Regions from separate parts of the Pan troglodytes genome. Here region 2 is linked to region 1. A link is a contact called in public Hi-C data. All regions are on one chromosome and are shown on one strand. Each heading gives the region's core, a stretch centred on a gene start, on an enhancer-like site or on the middle of the called end of the contact. The rest is flanking DNA. Distances are from core to core; before and after follow the strand shown. Region 1 has its middle 37 kb from the start of CCNE1. Region 2 has its middle 46 kb from the start of CCNE1.

Evidence for each region. A called contact is a pair of places that touch in the nucleus more often than the background predicts.
Region 2: a contact with region 1 is called in a Hi-C map of induced pluripotent stem cells, with 1.9 times the contacts expected there. The contact joins two enhancer-like sites. A contact is called at or near these places in 2 of 7 Hi-C or Micro-C datasets (both in induced pluripotent stem cells).

Annotation. Positions count from the first base shown.
Region 1 is chr20:32,869,952-32,876,917 of NHGRI_mPanTro3-v2.0_pri, forward strand. No RefSeq gene overlaps it. Among named protein-coding and RNA genes, the nearest start is that of CCNE1, 37 kb to the right of the region's middle. Within about 2 kb of position 4,005, at least 1 of the 24 cell types and tissues checked has an H3K27ac peak or open chromatin away from gene starts, as enhancers often do. A contact at or near this core is called in induced pluripotent stem cells, where this site is marked.
Region 2 is chr20:32,952,998-32,959,877 of NHGRI_mPanTro3-v2.0_pri, forward strand. No RefSeq gene overlaps it. Among named protein-coding and RNA genes, the nearest start is that of CCNE1, 46 kb to the left of the region's middle. Within about 2 kb of position 3,829, at least 1 of the 24 cell types and tissues checked has an H3K27ac peak or open chromatin away from gene starts, as enhancers often do. A contact at or near this core is called in induced pluripotent stem cells, where this site is marked.

The sequences.
Region 1 (6,966 bases), core at 2,755-5,254:
GGTCTCAGACTCTTGGGCTCAAGTGGTCTTCCCGCCTTGGCCTCCCAAGTTGCAGCAATTACAAGGCGTGATCCCCTGTGCCTTGCCAATTTTCCATTTTAGTGGATCCTGCTCACTTGGGTTTCTATGGCAGTCATAGCTTCACTCAGTTAAGATTGAGGCACGCCCTGCCTCCTACCTGGACCCCATGGAAGGCCTCCGGGATGAGACTTGTGGGTTGAAGTGTGTCCTCCAGAAAGATATATGGAAGTCCTGACCCCCAGTACCTGTGACTGTGGCCTTATTTGGAAATAGCGTCTTTGCAGATGTAATCAAGATGCAGTGGGGTCATACTTGATTAGGGTGCTTTCTAAATCCAATGACCGGTGGATTGGATTGAGGGGAATTATAGTTGGATCAACTCCTATGGAGAGGGGAATTTGGTTAGAGACAGAGACACGCAAACAGAGAAGAAGGCCTTGTGAAGACAGAGGCAGAAAGTGGAATGACGCAGCCACAGCAGAGGAAGGCCAGGGACCCCCGGAGCCACCAGAAGCTGGAGGAGGAGAGGAGGGATTCCCCCCTGGAGCCTCCAGGGGGAGCACGACCCTGCCGGCACCTTGATTTCGGGCTCAGCCTCCAGAAGCATGGGAGAACAAATATCTGCTGTTTTAAAGCCACCACGTCTGTGACAATTTGTTACGGTGACCACAGGAAAATAATCCAGGGACTGCATCTAGAATTTACCATGTGCCTCATGCCACTATCACTGGCACAGGCTGAAGCCTTTCTCCTTTTTCCTCTGGAGAAGACCATCTTCTCATCCAGTAGTCTAAGCAGTTCTCAGCCCAGGGATTCCAGCAAGTGTCTCAAAGCCACACACTCGGAGAGACGACGGCCACATGACCTGGCTCAGCAGGTGGCTCTGCTGCCTTTCACAGGAGTTTGCCTCTCTGTTCAGGGTGCCACACAGGGACAGCCTTGGGGCAGACACTCTGCTGTTTATTATTATTATTATTATTATTATTATTATTGAGACATAGTCTCACTCTATCACCCAGGCTAGAGGGCAGTGGCATGATCTCGGCTCACTGAAACCTCCGCCTCCCGGGTTCAAGCAAGTCTCCTGCCTCAGCCTCCCGAGGAGCTGGGATTACAGGTGTGCACCATCACGTCCACTAATTTTTGTATTTTTAGCAGAGACGGGGTTTTGCCGTGTTGGCCAGGCTAGTCTCGAACTCCTGGCCTCAAGTGATCCACCCGCCTCAGCCTCCTAAAGTGCTGAGATTACAGGAGTGAGCCACTGTGCCGAGCCTACTGTTTATTATTATTACATTTTTTAAGAGATAGGATCTTGCTATGCTGCTCAGACTGGTCTCAAACTCCTGGGCTCAAGTGATCCTCCTACCTTGGCCTCTCAAAGTGCTGGCATAACAGGCACGAGCCACCGCGCCCAGGCAGCCTTGCTAAGCACACCTTGCACTCCTGCTGCACTACTCCTGTGTGAGGCCATGGAGACATCTGCTACATTGTAGATACTATTGGATACTTTTCAAGTATCACACAGCCTACAATTTCCAACAGTGCACTCCATTCAGCTCCCATGGGACGGATGAGTGTCACAGGGCAGCTCCACACGCAGATCAGGGAGAGGGTGGATATCACCCCCATCTTCCTGTGGCTCTGAGAAAAGGGGTGGGTGCCCGGCGTCAGGGCAGCTGACTTCACCCAGGAGGGGCCACCTGCCCAGTTACTCGGGCCTCCACTTCCCTGCACTCGGGGCACTTTGTTGGAAGAGGGCTTGTCTGGCCATGAATGGCCTGAAAGCTGCGAGAATGGCTTCACACACCTGAAGGAGGGACAGGTATGTGCTGGGGGCTGGCACTCTCCCACATTAGCTCTTTTGCACCATTGTCATGGGGACCTCGGGGCTCAGAGAGGAAAGTGACCTGCATGAGCTCATGCAGAGGCATGTGGCAGGACCATCGCTTGAACCTGGCACTGGAGGGCCCTGGGCTCAGCACCTCGGGCACCTACAGTGAGGGCATCCCCAAGGTCCATGTGACCCAGAGCACGGCTCCAGCCACTCCCTCCCGGAAATGGATCGGTGAACAGAGAGGCTGAGGACCTCTTGCAATGCTGCCCAGACTGCATGGAGAAGCCCGTGGAGACATCTGCTACATTGTAGATACTACTGGACATTTTTCTTTTTTTCTTCTTTTCTTTTTTTTTTTTTTTTGAGTTGGAGTCTCGCTCTGTCGCCCAGGCTAGAGTGCAGTGGAGCGATCTCGGCTCACTGCAAGCTCCGCCTCCCAGGTTCACGCCATTCTCCTGCCTCAGCCTCCCGAGTAGCTGGGACTACAGGCGCCCACCACCACAGCCGGCTCATTTTTTTTTTTGTATTTTTAATAGAGATGGGGTTTCACCATGTTAGCCAGGATGGTCTCGATCTCCTGACCTCGTGATCCACCCGTCTCGGCCTCCCAAAGTGCTGGGATTGCAGGCGTGAGCCACCGCACCCGGCCTACTACTGGACATTTTTCAAGTATCACACAGCCTGTAATTTCCAACAGTGCATTCCATTCAGCTCCCATGGGGCGGATGGGTGTCACAGGGCAGCCCCACATGCAGATCAGGGAGAGGGTGGATATCATCCCATCTTCCTGTGGCTCTGAGAAGCGTCAGAAGCCTCAGAAGCACCCCCTGTAGCGCCAGAGAGCTCAGACAGCTTGAGGGCCTGCAGCCCAGACAGCCCCTGCCCCACAGGCCCGGCTCCAGCCCGGCCCTTGCAGGGGTGTGCTGTTTCCAATGGGTGCCGTGCTGTGCACATCCACGGGGCAGGAGGGAAAGCTGGGGGTTGCCCTGGGCTGCCTGGGTTGGAGGGGGCGCTGGGATTCTATGGTCACCCTCTTTCACATCTTCTGACGCATCCTCTCTCTGGACCCTCAGGCAGTCCCTGTCCTCAGATAAGCCCCGCTCACTGAGACGGTGATGCTTAACTCAGGTATGTGTCTAATGACAGGGTCTTGCAGAAGGGACCAGCCTGAGGGACTAGGACTGCCTCACCTTTGCAAGTCCTCAATTGTCCAAGGCTGGCCTCCTGGAATAGGAAGGAAGCAAGGTCCCCCGAGGCATTCATACCCTTATTTCTCACAAAAAAAAAAAAGTCAAGTCTCTTGTTCCATCGGGTGCCCTCTGGGACCAAGTGACTGTCTCAGGGGCAGGGTGAGACAGTTTAAATGATCATGGCCTCTGCCTGACCCATGTGGCTGAAGTGAGGGAGGGGCGGCTTCCCCAGGCATCCATATGTGTGGGGGGTGCTGTTTCCAGAAGGACGGTGGGGGTCCCAGGCCGAGCTTAGGAGTTCACTGCAGCCTCAAGAGGAAGGGCTTGGGGAGGTGGCATTTGCATGGGCTTTGAAGAATGGGCACCACCTGCGTGCACAGAGAGAGAGGAGCACCATAGCGAGAAGGAATGGTGCAGACACAGGCCCTGCGGTGCTTTTGGGTAGGGGGTGTAACAGAGTGTGGCTGCTGTGTGGGGAGTGTGCTCTGGGGTTCAGAACACCAGAACCATGTCCCTGCCAGCTGGCAAGGTGTCCTCAGGAAAAGGTGCCCTTCTGGCCTGCTACAGTCCCCAAAAGGTACACAGCATGGTAAATGGAGCACAGAATGGGTTATGGCCAGATGCTCTTGTGCAGTGCACAACATGCACAACTGTGTGTAGTGGCCTGACCAGGATATCAACACTGGACTGGGAAGACATGGCGCCTCCTCTCTGGGCTGAATTGTGTGTGTGTGTGTGTGTGTGTGTGTGTGTGTGTGTGTGTGTGTGTACACCCCACAGTGCTTCACTGGGATCCAGCCTCCAGCAGCAACAAGACACAAATGGAACAAGGGTGACTGCCCCCAGCTGACAGGTGAGAGGTTGAGAGCCAGCAGCCAGCTCTGCAAGCCTGCTGCACGCTCAGGAGCGAGCACTCCTCCAAGCAGGCACCTCCCAGAGCAACAGGAAGCAATTCATCAGCAGCTGAGGCCCTGCTCCCAGGCCCTGCAGCCTGTGGGGACTCTGCAGCCCAATGGACAGGCCTCCGATCCCCTCATCCCTAGCCCACAAAGAGGCCAGAGGCAGCGCCACGCGCCAATTACAGGAGCCAATTAATTCGCACTTAACAGGGGTATTTTCTTTTACTGCGCAGAACCGAGGGGCATAAAACCCTGATTCGTCTTCTGTGGCTGGGTTTGCTCTCTGTGTGCTCATATCGTTTAATCACTCCTGCTGCAGACCAGGGGCCAAACCCTCGCCAGCAAGGGGAGCCACGCGGGCGATTCCCCATTAACAATCTGGTAGGGAGGCCACGCCGGCTGTGCTGTTTACAGTTCCGTTTCCCCTTGGCTGCTCCCAGAAGTTTCCATAAAAACAGATGTAAGGTAATCAAAGACTTCCCAGCCCCGGGCCTCTCTGCTCCTGAAGGCTTCCATGGAGCCGGCTCCCTCTGCTGGGGTTTGTGCTTCCAAAAGACTCTTAAAGCAGCCCTAAAATCTCCCCCAGACAGGCAGACTCCTCTCTGGCAGACTCTGCAATCATTTGTCAAGTATTTTATGGTCAATAATAATAGTAATAACACCTTTGCTGAGCTTGGTGCCCTTTTCAATGACTCTCAGAGCCATGCCGTGAGATCCCGGTGGCATCACAATGGCTGATGACAGGTGTCTTATTCCCATTTTGCAGATGGAAAGGAGAAGGCAGTTTGGGGAAGAAACCAGCCTCAGCACCATCTCCCCCGGGTCTAACGTTCCAGGAGAAAGGTGGGCACTGTCCGGCTCCTTGGTGGCAGGCCTGCTGCTGGCCTTGTCCCTCTCTTATTCACTGGGCCTCTGTCCAGGGCCAAGGAACCTGAAGCTCAGTGTTGGGGGTAGGGACATGGCCAGAACACCAGGTATGGCTGGGCACGGTGGCTCACTCCTGTAATCCTAGCACGTTGTGAGGCCGAGGTGGAGCATCGCTTGAGCCCAGAAGTCTGAGGCTGCAGTGAGGTATGATCGTGCAACTGTACTCTAGCCTGAGCCATAGAGTGAGACCCTGTCTCTAAACAAATAAATAAATAGGCTGGGTGTGGTGGCTCACGCCTATAATCCCAGCACTTTGGGAGGCCGAGGCAGGCGGATCACCTGAGGTCAGGAGTTCAAGACCAGCCTGGCCAAAATGGTGAAATCCTGCCTCTAGTAAAAATACAAAAATTAGCCGGGTATGGTGGTGGGCGCCTGTAATCTCACCTGCTTGGGAGGCTGAGGCAGGAGAATCACTTGAACGCAGGAGGCGGAGGTTGCAGTGAGCCGAGATCGTGCCACTTCACTCCAGCCTGAGCGACAGAGTGACTCCGTCTCAAAAATAAACAAACAGGATAGACAGCGTAAACCCTGATGAACACTAGAATTTCAGACCATCCTACTGCCCTGAAGGCTGGGCCGAACAGACACATTTCACAGATGGAAATCTTGGGAAGGGCCAAAGCAAGAACCCCTGGCCACCCCCTGAAGACCCAAGCCTTAAAGCCCCTGGCCCATACCCTCTGCACCTCACCACATTGATGTCAGCCTAAGCTGACATCAGTGGTGACATCAGTGGATGAAAAAGTGATGAAAAAGTGACTTTTAGGCTGGGCGCGGTGGGTCATGCCTGTAATCTCAGCACTTTGGGAGACTGAGGTGCGTGGATCACCTGAGGTCAGAAGTTCGAGACTAGCCTGGCCAAAAAGGTGAAACCCTGTCTCTAGTAAAAATACGAAATTTATCCGGATGTGGTGGTGTGCACCTGTAATCCCAGCTACTCGAGAGGCTGAGACAAGAGAATCACTAGAACCTCAGAGGTGGAGGCTGCAGTGAGCCTTGAAATGCACCACTGCCCTCCAGCGTGGGTGACAGAGTGAGACTCTGTCTCAAAAGAAAATTTTTAAAAAGGACTTTAAAATCAAACAGCCTAGATTGCACATGTGTGATATTGGGTCTCCAGCCCCTGCCTCCATCCTGAGAAGCATCCTTTTTGGGGAATTTCCTGATGGGTAGAGTCTTGGCAGGAGGGCGATCCCCCTTGACTCCCTCTCACTGCCCTTTCACACGACAAAGACCAGGGTGGCCTCCAACCTGACTCTGCCACTGCTTGGTCTACCACATGGCGGGGGTAAGAGCAGGGCCCAGCCAATCTGATGCCTGCTTCCAGGGCTGCAGGTCTTAAGCCAGAGATGCCAGGAGGAAAGGAACCTCTCCTGGGGGGTTGGGTTTCTCTGGTTTATCATAACTCTTGAGGCTCAGAGAGGAAAGTGACCTGTGTGAGCTCACACAGAGGCATGTGGCAGGGCCATCGCTTGAAGCTGGCACTGGAAGGCCCTGGACTCAGCACCTCGGGCACCTACAGCGAGGGCACCACTAATGTCCCTGTGACCCAGAGCACGGCTCCAGCCACTCCCTCCTGGAGGCAAAACAGAGAACAGAGAGGCTGAGTACCCCTTGGCTGCAAGGTGTCCCTGTCTCAGAAGCATCAGGGGCAGCCCCAAACCCCCACCCCCCAGTTGCCTCAGTCAGCTCCAGGACAGATCTCAGAGGTCCTCACTCTGCAGCTCAGCCAGCCCTTGCCTGATCAAGCCCAAGCCCGCGCCAGTCCAGCTCTTGCAAAGGGAAAGCCGGAACATATTTTAGTGTGAGCCCCTTGTTGAGATGAGGGCTGACCACAGGCCCTGGGAATTCCTGGGAAGATTCCTCTGGGCTCTTTCCAATGGGAAGCCCTTTTTGTTTGAGATGGCTGGAGTTAGTTCCTGTCACCTGCAACCAAAACCCAGACTGGCATGACTTCAGGATCAGCTGTGCCCAGGATGATCGTCGTTAACATGTCAGGAGCATCTGCTACACGCTAGATGCCCTCCACGTTCCTTAGTTAGTCCCCACAAGAGCCCTGGTATTATGTCTCCCACTGCACAGCCAAGGATATTGA
Region 2 (6,880 bases), core at 2,579-5,078, 83 kb after region 1:
ATCTGACTAGATTGACTCTTCGGCCATCGTGTAAAATTTTCGGTTATAGAATGGTAGAGAAAAGTGCATTTTCCCATCTACATCTTGTGGCCTGAAAATATCTTCCCTCCTGCATATAGGAAGGAAAAACCTTGAAGATGGTGGATGTGGGATCGGGGAGAGGCTGGATGAAAAGTAGTTATATCTTCCAGGTACTGAGTTTTTTCATGCATAGAATGGTGGGGTTGGGGGAGGTCTAGAAGATTTCAAAGTCTGTTCTCGCTCTCACACTTACACTAAGTGCTTTTTACGAACTTCTGAGGCCACAAACTTCTGCCCTGACAAGAGTCTCTCCCTGTGAAAAAGGGGTGGAAGTCCAGGGCTGGAGATGCCTTCCAAGGCTGTAGGCGCCCCTCCACCGCTTCTGAGGCCCTGCCTCTCTCAGGTCCCAGGTCTCTGTCAGAGGAGTTTTGGGGCAGAGCCGGAGCTGTTGAAGGGTGGGGCAGCCAGACATTCCCCAGAGCTCTTTCCTGTCCAGATTCGATCAGACCTGTGGCTTTTTCAGGAGAGGACAGTCAGGCCCTTGGGCAGCTGAACCTGATCAGCTTCCCTTACTCTACCTTATTTCTTCCTTTAATATTTTTATTTGTTTTTAGAACTTCAGTTCCTGTCCCTGCTTAGGAGAGGGGAGTTGTCCATTAGACAGAATCTACATCTACCCTAGATTCTTCTATCACTAGTTTTTTTTTTTTTTTTTTCCCCAAGTCTAGCTTAGCAGTAAGCTCTAAGGTCCCAGCCTAGCAAGGCTGCTGGGAGAAAGCCTCTTTCCCAGGAATTCCAGCAAAAGTCTCAGGGCTGAGCCTCATTAGTCTGTCTTCGGTCATGTGACCATCCCTGAGCCAGTCCTGGAGGCTGGGGAGATGAAGGGCCCTGATTGGCCAGCCCTGGTCATGGCCACCCCTAAAGTCAGGGCCAGAGGTAACTCCATCCCAATCACCTGGACAGAAGGGGGCTTCCCCAAGGATGAGGGCGGGACTGTTACCAAGATAAGGGAGATGCATGCTGGGAGGATGAAATCAACAGACTTCCACAACATAAGTTTTTCTCAAAGTTCCGGATCCAGGATTCACGAGTGTTGCTTGCCCTGTGCCAGGCACTTCCTTTACCTTTTGTATCTAGTTATTTTATCCCAAGAGATCATGTTGTTCCAGACAGGGAACTGAGCTTAGAGAGAGGAAGGGTCTTTCCCAAGCCGATGGCACAGGGTCTGCACTTCCTGCCTGGGAAGCAGGCCTGGGGCTTCCCACGTGGCCTGACCCCTCTCATCTGACACCTGCCCCCCACTCCCTCCCCTCTGCCTGCAAAACTGACATGAGGAGACTGCTTGTGTTTCCAGAAAGAGGGGAATTGGCAATAGCCATGAGTTGAGACGACTTGATAAAATATTTCTTGTTTTCTCGAGTTTACATAGACCAAGTTTTCACTGTTGCTATGGGGTGGGTTGGCAGAGAGATGAAAATAAATCTGTGTAATTTATTTTTTCTCTGAGTGGAGTATATTTCTGCTGGCTTCACACACATGCACACACGCGCGCGCACGCGCACATACACATGCCCGCACATACAGGCTTTCATAAAATACTTAAACCCCTCTAATGCTCTCTGTGGAAGGAATAAATATGTACTGTACTTTCAACTTCTGTTCTTTGAAATACCATATGGTCTGCACTGTGAGCTTAAAATACTCTAGTGAGCGGATGCTTTCATGCAGCAGATAGCCAGGTGGAGCTCTCCCCGCCAATCTTACAAGGTTAATTAATCCTTTAAAATAGAGCGTGGAGGGGTCCCTGCGTCAGAAACGGGTGCTGTGTGAGGGAAGTAGCCCGGTGGCCTGCACCGGGGCTGAGCAGAGAGTACAAAGGCGGTGGGAAGGTGGGCTAGGCCGGGAGCACCCCTGCTGCCCGACGGCGCCTTTAATGAGCCCGCTCAGTCACTCAGATACTCACAGTTTGCATTCTGCATAATCAGTGTAACAGGCTGATGGTTTGCATGAATATCTAAGTTTGTCATTGTGGTTAATTTTTCCTCAAAAAGAGGCCCCCTATCTCTCTGGCCCAATGCATATTTATAAAGGGCAGGGAAGTCAGGCAGAGGATGCTGGATGAAGGGGCGGCTCAGGGAGGGGGGCCCGTGGCCGGTCCCTGAAGCCTGGGAGGCCAGGCTCCTGCCAGAGCTGGTGGCTCAGAGAAGGGTGCAGAGCTCCTCAGAGCCTGGAGGGAAGGAACTGCAGGGAGAGGGGACAGCCTGGTTTGCAAGGGCCCATTTGGGCTAGCCTCTTTCCTGCTCCAGGCCTCAGTTTCCTTATCCATACAAGGAGCATGTGGGCCACTTGATCCAGGCCTCAGGGTCCCAGAGGAACTATCCTCTCCAAATGAGGTTACACAGAGTCAGAGAGGGGAGGGAGAGAGGCTCACATCCATTCAACAACTTTATTATTTATTTATTTATCTATTTACTTTTCTTTGAGATGGAGTTTTGCTCTTGTCGCCCAGGCTGGAGTGCAATGGCTCAATCTTGGCTCACTGCAACCTCTGCCTCCCAGGTTCAAGTGATTCCTGCCTCAGCCTCCTGAATAGCTTGTATTACAGGCGCCCGCCACCACGCCCAGCTAATTTTTTGTATTTTTAGTAGAGACGGGGTTTCACTATGTTGGCCAGGCTGGTTCCGAACTCCTGACCTCAAGTGATCCACCCGCCTTGGCCTCCCAAAGTGCTGAGATTACAGGCATGAGCCACCATGCCCTTGTTAAGTTGTTAAGCTTACTTAACAACTTTAGTGGTGTGACTCCTTCCCAGAGCACCTGTGGTGCTCCACGACCAAGTATTTTTATAGGTTAAAAACTCCAGTTATCTTGTAAAAAATGTAATTGCATTATGTTGTATATAATTTGGTGTAAAAAGCGTTAAATTGCTCGTTTTAAATAGGCTACGGTTATTTTTGTTTTCTTTTGTATTTTGTTTTTGTGTTTGACACAGGGTCTTGCTTTGTCACCCAGGTTAGAGTGCAGTGGTGCAATCATAGCTCACTGCAGCCTCAACCTCCTGAGCCCAAGCAATCCTCCCACCTCTGCCTCCTGAGTGGTCATGACCACAGGTGTGCACCACAATGCCAGGCTGATTTTTTTTTTTTTTTTTTTTTTGAGACAGAGTGTTGCTCTGTTGCCCAGGCTAGAGTGCAGTGGCATGATCTCGGCTCACTGCAACCTACGACTCCCTGGTTCAAGCAATTATCGTGCCTCAGTCTCCCGAGTAGCTGGGATTACAGGCATGCACCACACCCAGCTAATTTTTGTATTTTTAGTAGAGACAGGGTTTCACCATGTTGGCCAGGCTGGTGTCAAACTCCTGGCCTCAAGTGATCTGCCTGCCTCGGCCTCCCAAAGTGCTGGAATTACAGGTGTGAACCACTGTTCCGGCCTGAGCCACTGTGCCCGGCCCTGGCTAATTTTTAAATTATTTGTAGAGATAGGGATCTCTCTATGTTGCTCACGATGGTTTTGATCTCCAGTGCTCAAGTGATTCTCCTGCCTCGACCTCCCAAAGTGCCGGAATTACAGGTGTGAGCTACCGCGCCCAGCCAGCTATGGTTTTTGTAACCTTGTTTTGGCATTTTTTTTCTGACTCGTCAAAGAATATTTCGGCAACTTTGGAGTGGCCAGGCTTCCCTTTCCCATGCGCGGCCGGAAGTCCAGGTGGGAATGGGGAGAGGCTGGGAGATCCCTCAGGTCGGCGGCTTCCAGAGCTCTCCAGGCCACGCCTCTCAGTGGCCAGCAGGTGGCAGTTCTGAGCCTTCCACCTGGCCACCCTCCTTCCTCCACCCCCGGGGTGCCCGTCCCCCCAGTCCACATACCACAGAGTCCCAGGTGGCTGGAGACAGCTCCTGGCTTCCAGGCCCTGGGCCATTCTGAGAAGCTGGATGAGGCAGCCTAGTGGCCATCCAGCTGCCCCTGCCTGGGACTGCCTGCCTACCCCTTCCCATCCTTGGCTCCATGCTAAAGGAAGGTGGGCTTCCTGGAGGAGCTGACATCTTAAGTGAGACCTGCAGGACAATAAAGGATTTCAGGCAGAGGGAACGGAATATGCCCAAATCCAGAGAATCCAGACCCTGTGCTTTCAGGAACTGGCAGGAGGCTGATGTGGCTAGAATGCAGACTGTTGGGCTTGGGAGAGGGACTAGGGAGGCCAGGTAATGCTTGGCACTGTGGGAGCAGCAGGACCAGGGCAGCCTGAGTCTAGACATTATCTTGAGGGCAGTAAGGAGCCCTCAGCCCATTCTAACCCATCAGAGTTGGCCTCCGGAAGGATCGCCATGGCTGCAAACTGCCTAGCCTCTCATCGCCCCTCACCCGCTGTCACTCACACACCTGGGCCTCCTACCGCGCTGGCCAGGAAAGAGCTGCAAGTCCTCGGGCCCGAGGCTCGGCAGGCAGCCGACCTACCTTGCAGTCCTCAGGAGAAGCTGTCCAGGAACCCCACCCTCCCGAGCTCCCGGGGCTTTGGTGGGGAAGGGAGCCTCCCAGGGTCCCGGAGCACTAAACAAAAAGGAGCTGAAGGTCACCACACTTTGGCCATTTGCAGGGAGCCCTTCCCCACACAGGGGTGGCATGTTCCCTTGTGGCTGCCAGGGAGCCCCCAACACCCCTGGGAAGATGGCAGGTCGAGGGGAGGGGACATGGCCTGAAAACAAGGAAGCAGTCTGCAATGGGGAGATGTGGGGCATGGGGCTGTTTTAGACAGAGGAGGCGGCAGGTGCGCGTATGTAGGTTTGAGGTAGATTTTGCTACCCAGGAAATGGGCTCTTGCCTCTTCCACCTGCCTGTGAACTGGCCCTGGGACCCAGCAGGAGAGGCTCCCCTGAGTGACTTGTGACATTCTTTTTTTTTTTTTTTGAGATAAGTCTCATTCTGTTGCCCAGGCTGGAGTGCAGTGGTGCGATCTCAGCTCACTGCAATCTCCACGTCCTGGGTTCAAGCAATTCTCCTGCTTCAGCCTCCCGAGTAGCTAGGATTACAGATTACAGATGTGTGCCACCAAGCCTGGCTAATTTCTGTATTTTTAGTAGAGATAGGGTTTCACCATGTTGGCCAGGCTGGTCTCGAGCTCTTGACCCCAGGCGATTCGCCTGCATCGGCCTCCCAAAGTGCTGGGATTACAGGGGTAAGCCACCTTGCCCGGCCAACACATGGTGTTCTGAAACAGCACAGCCTAGTGTAACCTCAATTGGTAATTAATTAATTACACTCCCCAGGTGTCTCCTGGAGTCCTTCCTGTAGGGGAGGGGAGGCTGAGGCTGCAGAGGCCCCATTCAGAGGGCTGTTGAATGACTCATGGCTGTTGAGAAGTAATGTCCACTAAGTAACATCTGATTCTGTATTTAACATTTAAATATTTAATTAACTAAATGGGCCAAATATTTAATCAAGCACCATCAAAGCCACTGTGAGCCTCCACTCTGCATAATTCCAAGGCAGGCCAGCTTCCCTCCGAGTCCCCATCCTCATCCTGACAGTGCTATCGGTGCCCCTGCCTGGTGGGAAACATACCCATTCTGGTACCCAATTCGTTTTTTTTCAGAGACAAAATCTCACTATATTGCCCAGGCTGGTTTCAATTTGCCCAGGCTGGTTTCAAACTCCTGCACTCAGGCAATCCGCCTGCCTCGGTCTCCCAAAGCACTGGGATTACAGGTGTGAGTCACTGTACCCATCCATCCGATACCACATTCCGAGACTCAGGGCATCTCATGTCCTAGGCAAAGTTGCTTGTTTGCTTTTGTTTTGTTTTGTTTTGTTTGTTTTTGAGTCAGGGTCTCTCTCTGCTGCCTAGGCTGGATTGCAGTGGTGCGATCTCGGTCCACTGCAACCTCTGCGTCCTGGGCTCAAGCGATTCTCCTGCCTCAGCCTCCCGAGTAGCTGGGATTACAGGCGCGTGCCACCATGCCTGGCTAATTTTTGTATTTTTAGTAGAGATGGGGTTTCACCATGTTGCCCAGGCTGGTCTCCAACTTCTGGCCTCAAGTGATCCGCCTGCCTCGGCCTCCCAAAGTGCTGGGATTACAGGTGTGACCAACTGCACCCCACCACAGTTGTTTGATTAGACTCCAGGTTTGCTATGCTGGAGATAGAGTTCCCCCATGGCCACCCTTTCCTCTCCTCTTTCTCTTTCCTCCCCAAGTAGACACAATCGAGACTGGCTGCTGGGTTCCCCTGGAGGCAGTGTGATACCACTCTTCCTGCCTCTGATGACAGATTCAGGCCTTGACAACAGGGGTGAACATGTGACCCAGTCTGGACCAATCAGAATTCTTCTCCAGGATTTTTGTAACTGGAGTTAAAGGTGGGAAGACTTTTTTGAGCTGGCCTTGCTCTGTCACCCAGGCTGGAATGCAGTGGCACAGTCATGGCTCACTGCTGCGTCAACCTCCTGGGCTCCAGTGATACTCTTGCCTCAGCCTCCTGAGTAGCTGGGACTATAGGCAAGCACCACTGTGCCCGGCTAATTTTTTTTATACAGACGGGATCTTACTATATTCCCGGAGATGGTCCCATGGCATCCCAATCTCTGCATCCAGCTGTTCCTGAAGATGGGCCTACCCTGATCTTTCTGTGGGAGGGCAGGTGAACCAATAAGTGCCCTATGTCTTTAAGCCAATGGAAATCAGTTTTCTATCACTTGTATCCAAAAGTGCCCTGACCAATACATACTCCACCATTATAGTCATGTAGCTTATGTGCAAATAAAATGACTTTTAATTATTTAACTGTAAATAATACTTGTGTTAGATTAGTGCAAAATCTTTGTGCATTTACTTTTCAGCCAAAACCACAATTACTTTTGCACCAA